Linked DNA regions of Mus musculus: region 2 is linked to region 1. The links are chromatin contacts, called in public Hi-C maps. All regions are on one chromosome and are shown on one strand. Each heading gives the region's core, a stretch centred on a gene start, on an enhancer-like site or on the middle of the called end of the contact. The rest is flanking DNA. Distances are from core to core; before and after follow the strand shown.

Evidence for each region. A called contact is a pair of places that touch in the nucleus more often than the background predicts.
Region 2: a Hi-C map of cerebral cortex shows a contact between it and region 1, with 3 times the contacts expected there. The contact joins two enhancer-like sites. A contact is called at or near these places in 1 of 15 datasets of contacts at CTCF or cohesin (pro-B cells), 8 of 484 Hi-C or Micro-C datasets (the G1E-ER4 cell line, the HL-1 cell line, cerebral cortex and 5 more) and 3 of 115 datasets of contacts at active chromatin or transcription factors (bone marrow-derived macrophages, embryonic stem cells and microglia).

What each region holds. Positions count from the first base shown.
Region 1 is chr6:31,284,022-31,288,227 of GRCm38.p6, forward strand. All of the region lies in intron 2 of 2210408F21Rik (RIKEN cDNA 2210408F21 gene), which reads left to right. Among named protein-coding and RNA genes, the nearest start is that of Gm38782, 43 kb to the left of the region's middle. Within about 2 kb of position 1,535, at least 96 of the 459 cell types and tissues checked have an H3K27ac peak or open chromatin away from gene starts, as enhancers often do. A contact at or near this core is called in cerebral cortex and muscle stem cells, where this site is marked.
Region 2 is chr6:31,354,792-31,358,661 of GRCm38.p6, forward strand. No RefSeq gene overlaps it. Among named protein-coding and RNA genes, the nearest start is that of Mkln1os, 42 kb to the right of the region's middle. Within about 2 kb of position 2,615, at least 65 of the 459 cell types and tissues checked have an H3K27ac peak or open chromatin away from gene starts, as enhancers often do. A contact at or near this core is called in cerebral cortex and muscle stem cells, where this site is marked.

The DNA of each region.
Region 1 (4,206 bases), core at 285-2,784:
CATATAACCTATGTTTGCCAAGCTCCTGATTGTCCCAGAAGCAAAATTCCATGCTGCGTCTCTGTTGTTGTCTTTTCAGCAGCACAGGCCTGTGCTGAGATGAGACAGCTGTGGTCCAATCACAGTGTGTCCCTGCTTTTGTCTGTCTCACTGCGAGGTACAGTGTCTGGGAGGCCCCGTGGGGACTTGCCAACGCTTCAGCGAGCAGCTGGCCATGGTGATTTTACAAAAAGTGCCTAGCCAGGTTCAGCAGCCTCTTAGACAGTTCCAAGATCGTCTTCCAGATGCTCGTTGGTAAAGAATCCGATGGAATAGGCCTGCCTAGGGATTATGCCATAAGGTTTTGTCTGCTGTCAGGGAGGTCTTAAACAAACCACCCTCTCCCGTTGCAGCATGTGGGCTGTTAGGCATCATGCTGAGTAAACATGTTAACAGGAAAACCATTGGAGGTCCCATCAGAGCAACCCACCTCTCTACACTGAGCACCTTCGAGCCCACGTGACACGAGCCTGTTGACGATTAAGCCCGAGTATGCAGCCATGCCCGTTGGACCACTCTTAGCCTCAGAGTTTCATTCTTTGACTTCCTCTTTGAGGATGGAAATGGATTTCTGCTGAGTCACTGCAGCCTTCCTTTCCTCCTGTGGTTGTAAACACAGCCTCTGGAACTGGCTCTATCGCACACTAGCTGTGCAACCTTGGGAAAGTTACCAGAGAATTCTTGACGCCTTCCGTTCCTGATATGTGGCACCTATAACAGCTACCTCAGAAAGTTACTGCCCGGTTTTGGCCCCGGGGAGAGCTGTGAACACTGTGTGAGATGTGTTCTGGGCTGTGTTATTGTTTGCTCTTTGCTGCTGTTCCTCTTGCTGCCTGTTCCGAGTCTGTTCCGGGTACCGCAAGAATGAGAAGATAAAGTAGGTGCCCTCAGTGGGTATACAGTATATATGATAAATCACCGTGCATCTTCTTTGCTCAACAGGTGGGAGGAAGTCACAGCATCTACTTCTGAATCTGTGCTTGCCTTGAGGAAAAACGGCATGGCACAGGAATGTGGACGCTTTCAACCAGAGGATTCTGTACGACGGTGTCGGCACACAGTAAGTGCCGAGCACCATAGAAACGGTTTTTCCGCTTTAATTGTTAGGCTGGCAGAATGAGTGCTGAGACCGAGCATGTGGCCGGAGGTTGAGGGCGAGGAGGTGGTGGTGCTCCTGGGGACGTCTTCCAAGAGGCAGTATCCTTGAGCTCGGCTCTGATCAGTGAGTAGGCGTTAGCCAGTAAGAGAAGAGGGCTAAGAGTGTTCCAGGCAGAAGGAACATTGTGTGCAGAGTTAGGGAGGCGTGAAACAGCACAATACACTCGGGGAACTCCAAGCAGGCAGAAGTACGAGTGGCGCCCCATCCTTACTGAGACATACAGCGTGCGTTTGTTAAATTAGTATTAGAGATTGGAGGCTGGGAAATGTAACGTTGCTTGATCATTCGGGCCTGTAGCATTAAGGAGGAACAACCATTGAGGAGGAAGTGGCTAAGAGGCTTTTAATTGTTCCCTGTATACGTGCTCAGTGCTGTCTTGGATCTGCATCAACCACTCCTTTTTTTTTTTAACCCCCTTTCCTTTTTTTTTAATTTTATTTTTTATTTATTTATCTTTTTGCTTTTTTTTTTTTTCCAAAATTGAGATAAATTTTCATGTAGCCCAGGCTGGTCTCATATTTCCTGTGTAACCAAAGATACCCTTGACTTCTGTCTTCCCTGCTTTTACCTCCAAAGTGCTGAGATTACAGGCCTATGCCAGCATGCCCAGTTTTATGCGGTCATGGGGTTCTAGTCTTGGCCTTTGTGCAAACTAGGGCAAGCGTTCTATCCACTAAACCGTATCCTCAGCCCCTTCTTATCCTCTTCTACGGGAAGTAAACCCTTTTCCTCCAGAATGACAGAGATGAATCCGAATGGAGAAGCTGGGGTCCCAGAATTGGTACCAACACTTCTATGGGTAACACATTGCTTTAGATCAGAGGTCAGCAAACCCTGTCCTAAAGGTCGGCCCCAGTGCAGTGCCCTGGCCTAGGAGTCCATCTACTAGGACAGTTCATCCCTCTGTACACATTCGCTCATCCTCCTACAGGTTGGCCTATGCTCGGCCAGTAACAGCAGGTTCAAGAGAGACACTGGAGGTAGGCCCTTGAGGCTCGGCTTGGACTCAGCACAGTTACTTCTGGTCCATTCTGATAGCCAGAGCCAGAGAGAGGCACAAAGCCAACCTGGATTGGAAGGGTCCAGCATGCAGCCCCAGTTCTTGATCAGAGCTGCTGCAAAGCGACTCTGCAGACAGCAGGGAGACTGGAGGGACAGAACCTGGCCGTGTTTGAAATCCCAAGCAATCGATCATACTCTGGAGCAGCACGCATCCCAACCACAGATTTTTTTTTTTAAATGTCGTCTCTGGGTCTCACGGGGAAAGATGTATTCATCATACCTGTCTGTTCAGCCCCCACCCACAGCTATGAGTCATCACTCTCTTCAACTGAAGGGACCATTATCCTCTAGCACATGACAGACACAGAGGGGGAGGAGAATGGGGCTCCTTGGTGAGGCCCAGACCCACATTCCTGCCCCTACCTGATGAATTTCACTAGGGAACCAGGCTCGATTTTAACCCATTAAAGACATAAAGCAAATTGTTATCCCAGATGAAACCAGTGGCTGAACTGAACATCCTTTGGGACTAATGTCTAAACAGACCTACACAAAATACTCTTGCTCATCACTCCGTGCCCCACTTAAATGCAGGTGGCATTAAAATTGGTCACTGATGTCTCTCTGTCTAGATGGGACTGAACCAACAGATATGGGACAGCTCCTTTACTCACTAGCTGTTGGCTGGTACCCCACCCCCACCCCATTATTGCTCTCTCTCTCTCTCTCTCTCTCTCTCTGTCTCTCTCTCTGTCTGTCTGTCTCATGTGTCCAGTGTGTGTGTGTGTGTGTGTGTGTGTGTGTTGTGTGTGTGTGATGTTTCTATTTCTTGGGGTACATGTGCGTGTGTGAGGAGGTCAGAGGTAAAACATGGAATGTCTTCCACAACCACTCTCCATGCCGTTTTGTTTTGTTTTGTTTTGTTGTTTTTCTTTGTTTTTGTTTTGTTTTTGTTTTTGTTTTTGGAGACAAGTTGTCTCTGATCCTGGAATTCATCAGTTTGGCTAGACTGGCTGACCAGTGAGCCCAGGGCTCCCCCCATCTCTGCCTCCCTGCCACTGGGGTTAAAGATGCATGCCATCATGCCTGACTTTACAAGGGTACCTGGCATCCAATCCCAGGTCCAGATGCCTGCACAGCAAGCATTCCACCAACTGAGCCACCTCCCTAACCCATGCTCCTGCTCAGCTTGTCAAGATAGGGTCTCACCCTCTAGACCTGATTGGTCCCGAACTTGTGGCAGTGTTGAATTTATAGTCAGGGGCCGCTGTGTGATTTTTTTTTAAAGTTTCTTGCCAGAAATTCATCACTGTTATCAAACTTGTTTCAATAAAGAGTGTTTAGTATAAAGAACAAGGATGTCAAAAACCCTTCATTGCAGTCCTTTCCCTGGTGCCAGGGGATGGCAGAGCACAGAACTCATAGATAACACTTGTTTGTTAAGAACTTCCTGAAAGGTGACAAACAGAAACCAAACTTTCAGTCAGACAAAAACCACATGGCTTAGGTTTGAGAATATTCCTTCTGTTCCAAAGCCACTCAGGGGTCCTTCGGCGTCTGCAGGAAGCTGACGCCCTGACACCAACTTCCATGGAGTTGCTGCTGTTGAGACTTCTGTAGGAACAGCATTCGTGGGTGGAAGGAACATGCCAGATCTCAGGGAACTATTAGATGCCTGTTGACTCAGGCGGCAGGACCAGCTGTGAACAGGAATGTATTTTTACGTAGCTGCAGTGGAAAGGAACAGGCCTGTTGAAATTATTGCCGAGGTGGGGACAGAACCTGCTGGGATATTTGTGGAAGGTTTGGTTTATGGGGGATGAGGAGATAGAGCTGTCTCAGGAGGTACAGCTTGAAGATTCTAAATTCAGAATTAATGCTGGGCATAATGGCACATGCCTTTAATCCCAGCATTTGGGAGGTGAAGGAAAGGGGATCAGGAGGTCAAGACCAGCCTTGGCTACATGAGACACACACACACACACACACACACACACACACACACA
Region 2 (3,870 bases), core at 1,365-3,864, 72 kb after region 1:
GGCCAAGAAATCTCATTTTCATCTAATAATGCAAAATGCATTTAGTCTGTCTCTAAAATTTTCCAGTCCAAATGCTGTCCAAAAGACCAAAATTCAAAAACTTTTCTAAGACTTAAGGCAATTCCTTCACTGTGAGCTCTACAAAACAAAATCAAATATCGTACCTCCACTACAGAATTGCACAGAGTAAATATTCCCATTCTGAAAGTGAAGGATAGGCACGCGGCAAGAAAAGATTGGACCAAGGAAATATTAGAACTCAGCAGGCAAACATTAAACCTGAAACTCCATGTCTGGCATTTTAGACTTATTGACAAAATGACCTTGGACGACGCCCTCTCTGCTGTATAAAGCACATGTGACCTTTTTCAGCTAGTTCCACTCTGTGCCTGAAGCTTTCTATGGTCTTGGCATCTCCAGCATCCTAGGGTCTCCATGGCTACTTGGGCTTCACATTCACCTTCATGAGGTGACCTTTACAACCTCCTTTCAAGGACTCTGATGCTACTACACCTTGGCCTCAGTGGCTTTCTGGAACCCTGGTGCAAACTTCCATAGCCCTGTAACTTTTATAGCTTTTATACTTTGCGTGCTTGTAAAGCCTAAACCATATGGTCGACCCTGAAACTCCCATTGCCAACTTGAGATAGTCTGGCTACCCTTTATCACATGTGTAGTGACCTTTTTGTGACTTCAGCCTAACTTGAGTTCTTAGGACACAGGCAGAATGAATCTAGATTTTTTTAAAACCAGACTATAATGTGAAGCCTTTCCAGCCCAGTTCCCAATGATGCCCTTATGCCCTCTAAAACCTCATGAGCTGAGCATCTACTGTCTACACTTCTTTCAGCATTCTGGTCTTCTACATCCCTGCCAGAATGGGTCTTTAAACTATGCCCATGGCAGTCTAGGGCTTCTCTAGTCCACAGCTGCAAACTCTTTCACATTCCCCACCCCCCACAAATTCCAAAGGCCTACCAACCACAAGGTTACTACAGCAGCAACCATACTTCTTAGTATAAATTTCCCTTATTATTAAGTTTTCTGGTTGTCGTGACTGGATTTCCTAAAGAGACTTAAGGAAGGAAGGGTTTATTCTGATTGACAGTTTAAAGGTGTGGTTGGTCCATCATGGCAGTGAAGGAACATCAGGAAGGAGCATGAAGTGGCTGGTCAGTTGCATATGCAGTCAGGAGTGTTTGCTGTCTCCTTTTAAATTCTGCTGCTCCTTGACACCAGCTGATGGGACAGAACTGCCCACATTTAGGGCAGGCCTCCCACTTGAGTTAAACCTTTCTGGAAATGGCATCACAGACATTGTCTCATGGGTAATTCTAAATTCAGTCAGGTTGATAATGATGATTGATTACCATGCACATCCATATTGCCAGCACCTGGGAGGCAGAGGCAGGAGGATTGCAAGTCTGAAGCCAACATAGACTACATAGTGATTTCTAGAGCAGCCTGGGCTACCTAGAGAGCCTGCTTTAAGAAAGGATGGAAGAAAGGAAGGAAAAGAGGGAGGGAGGGAGGGAAGGAGAGAGGGAGGGAGGGAGGGACTCAGTCCATGTCGCTGAGCAGAGTGTCCTGCATATCATACAGAGATATATGACAAATTCCACCGTGGTTGAAAAGTCCATGGTGTAGTGGGACTAGGAAAATGAGGGCCTCAACCTGTCCAGACAAGGAAATGTCACAGATGAAGCAGCACGTGGGCTGATGTTTGAGAGGAATGAGCCTTTCCTCACGAGGCGAGGCAGATCCTGCTCTCCTCCCTCCACAGCACCACACTGTAAAGGGAAGATGGAACGGCGCCTGGCCAATTTTTCAGTTCCCACGGGGAGGAGAGGAAGTCAGTGCTCACTTAAGGAACACGTGTGAGCAGACGTGTGTGTGCATCTTGTGCTCGCTGGGACTGAAAAGGGAACACGCCTTTGCGCCATTTCCCCCCAGTCGTCATGAACTGGGAGTGAAGAACTCTGAGGCGAAGCTGTACAGAGAAGTAACCTGGAGGGATTGTTACACAATGCAGACATCACCTTCTATTTTGTTAATCTAATGATGTATCGCAGCGTGCTCGTTAGCAAGCTCTGCCTTTATTAGTACAAGACAGTCAAGCCAAGCGAGCGGTACAGGTAAGCACCTGAAAAGTGTCTGACACAGGATGCATGCTCGGGATGGCACTAAGGGCATGGTGAGGAAGCAGAGACAGTGTAGTGATGCCAGAGCGTAACGCGGGCAATGGGTAGGAGTGAGGGACTGTGCCGGGATAAATAGCCATGTCCCCATCGCAAGCTCTAAATACCACCCTGGAGATTTATCTTTAATCAAATGCAAAGGAAGCCACCTAGGAATATAGAAAGGAGGGCGGCGTGGGTTTTGAAATAGTAGAACCTGTGCAAAACACTCAAGAACCTGCCTTGATTCTCATCGCATGAAAGGTACCAACCCAAAGATGAACAGTAACAGGACTTTAGAGCCAGCAAGCCTCATCGTCTGGCCAAATCTCGTTGAACAAATCAGGCCCACAAGTACCTTTGCCAAGATCACCCAGTTAAATGCCGGCAGGGCCAGAACAGAAGGAGAACTGCTTTGTCACCAGCCCCACACATCGCTCCTCCCCCTGTACCACAGTGCTTCAGAGCAGTGGAGAGCAGCTGCTGTGCCTGCCTTTAGGCTCCCTAATGAAGACATCAGGGATTTGGAGGCAGAGTCTTTTCCATGGAAGGCCATCTTTTCTGTAGTTCCTCATCTGGTTTGAACCACTATTTTGGAAAAGGGCCATCTTTCAACATCAGATTTCCCTGGGGGACAATCAGAGATGTGCTTAGTGGCCTGCGGGGTACCCTTGTACTTTCTGAGTTTTTCTTGAGAAGATGAGAAGAAAGTAGCAGTGGTTTGAGATCCTGTAAACACTGCCTGGTCCCTTGGCAGCTGGGTATCTTCTGGTTCACCCAAAAGGACCGAGTTCATCTGGCCAGCTGACAGTCTTTAGGGGTCAGTCAAACGTCGGTTTTGTTTGTCTGTTTAAAATGTCACGTAGCTGAACTTTAGTATCATTTTCTGCCTATTAATTCACTACCTCTGGTTTTTTCTGTATGGTTAGATGAATCCATTATTCACATAAATTATTATCAGTCCATCTGCAGTAGGAAATACATTTGTTTTCCAACAGCAAGCGGGTGTTAAGGGACAGCTGTTTCTGATGAGAGCCTTGGATAAACACGGAGTGGTCTGATGCAGGCAGGACTGGTTAGCATTGAGCTGTTTTACAACCGGAGAGCCAGAGCACAAACTGAGAGGAAAGGAGGCAAGGTAACTGCTCACTGGCTCACGAAGACACACGTGCTCTCTCACACCTAGTCCTAGTACTCGGGAGGTAGATGATCACGATGGGTTAGAGTCTAGCCTGAGCTACATAATGAGTTCCAGGTTGGCCTAGGCTACAGAGTAAGTTTCTGTCTCAAAGTGGGGGAAATGTCTCTGAGATGTCGGGGAAAATATATTTCTTAACATTAGGTGTTTTCCTATCTGTAGTTTTCATACCATTGTGGCTCTTGTCTTTTAGTCGCATTGGCTTTGCCTTCCTGGCATGCTGCTCAGTTGATAGCTTAGTTGGTTATTAATGAAGGGTTGGCATGGTTAGGTTTCAAGGAACATAGAGCTGTTGCCTCGGTTCCTGAGAAGCGCATTGGGGGCCACAGACAAGCTAGCTCTTAGACACTAAGAAGTGCTGGGTCTAGCGAGTTAAGACAGGTGTTCGCCATTCACTAACTATGAGAGCTTACACAAATGTCTTAATTTCTCTGGGCCTTTGTTTCCTTATTTGTGACGGGGGAAATAACACGTGTGGTTGTGGGGTGAGATGGA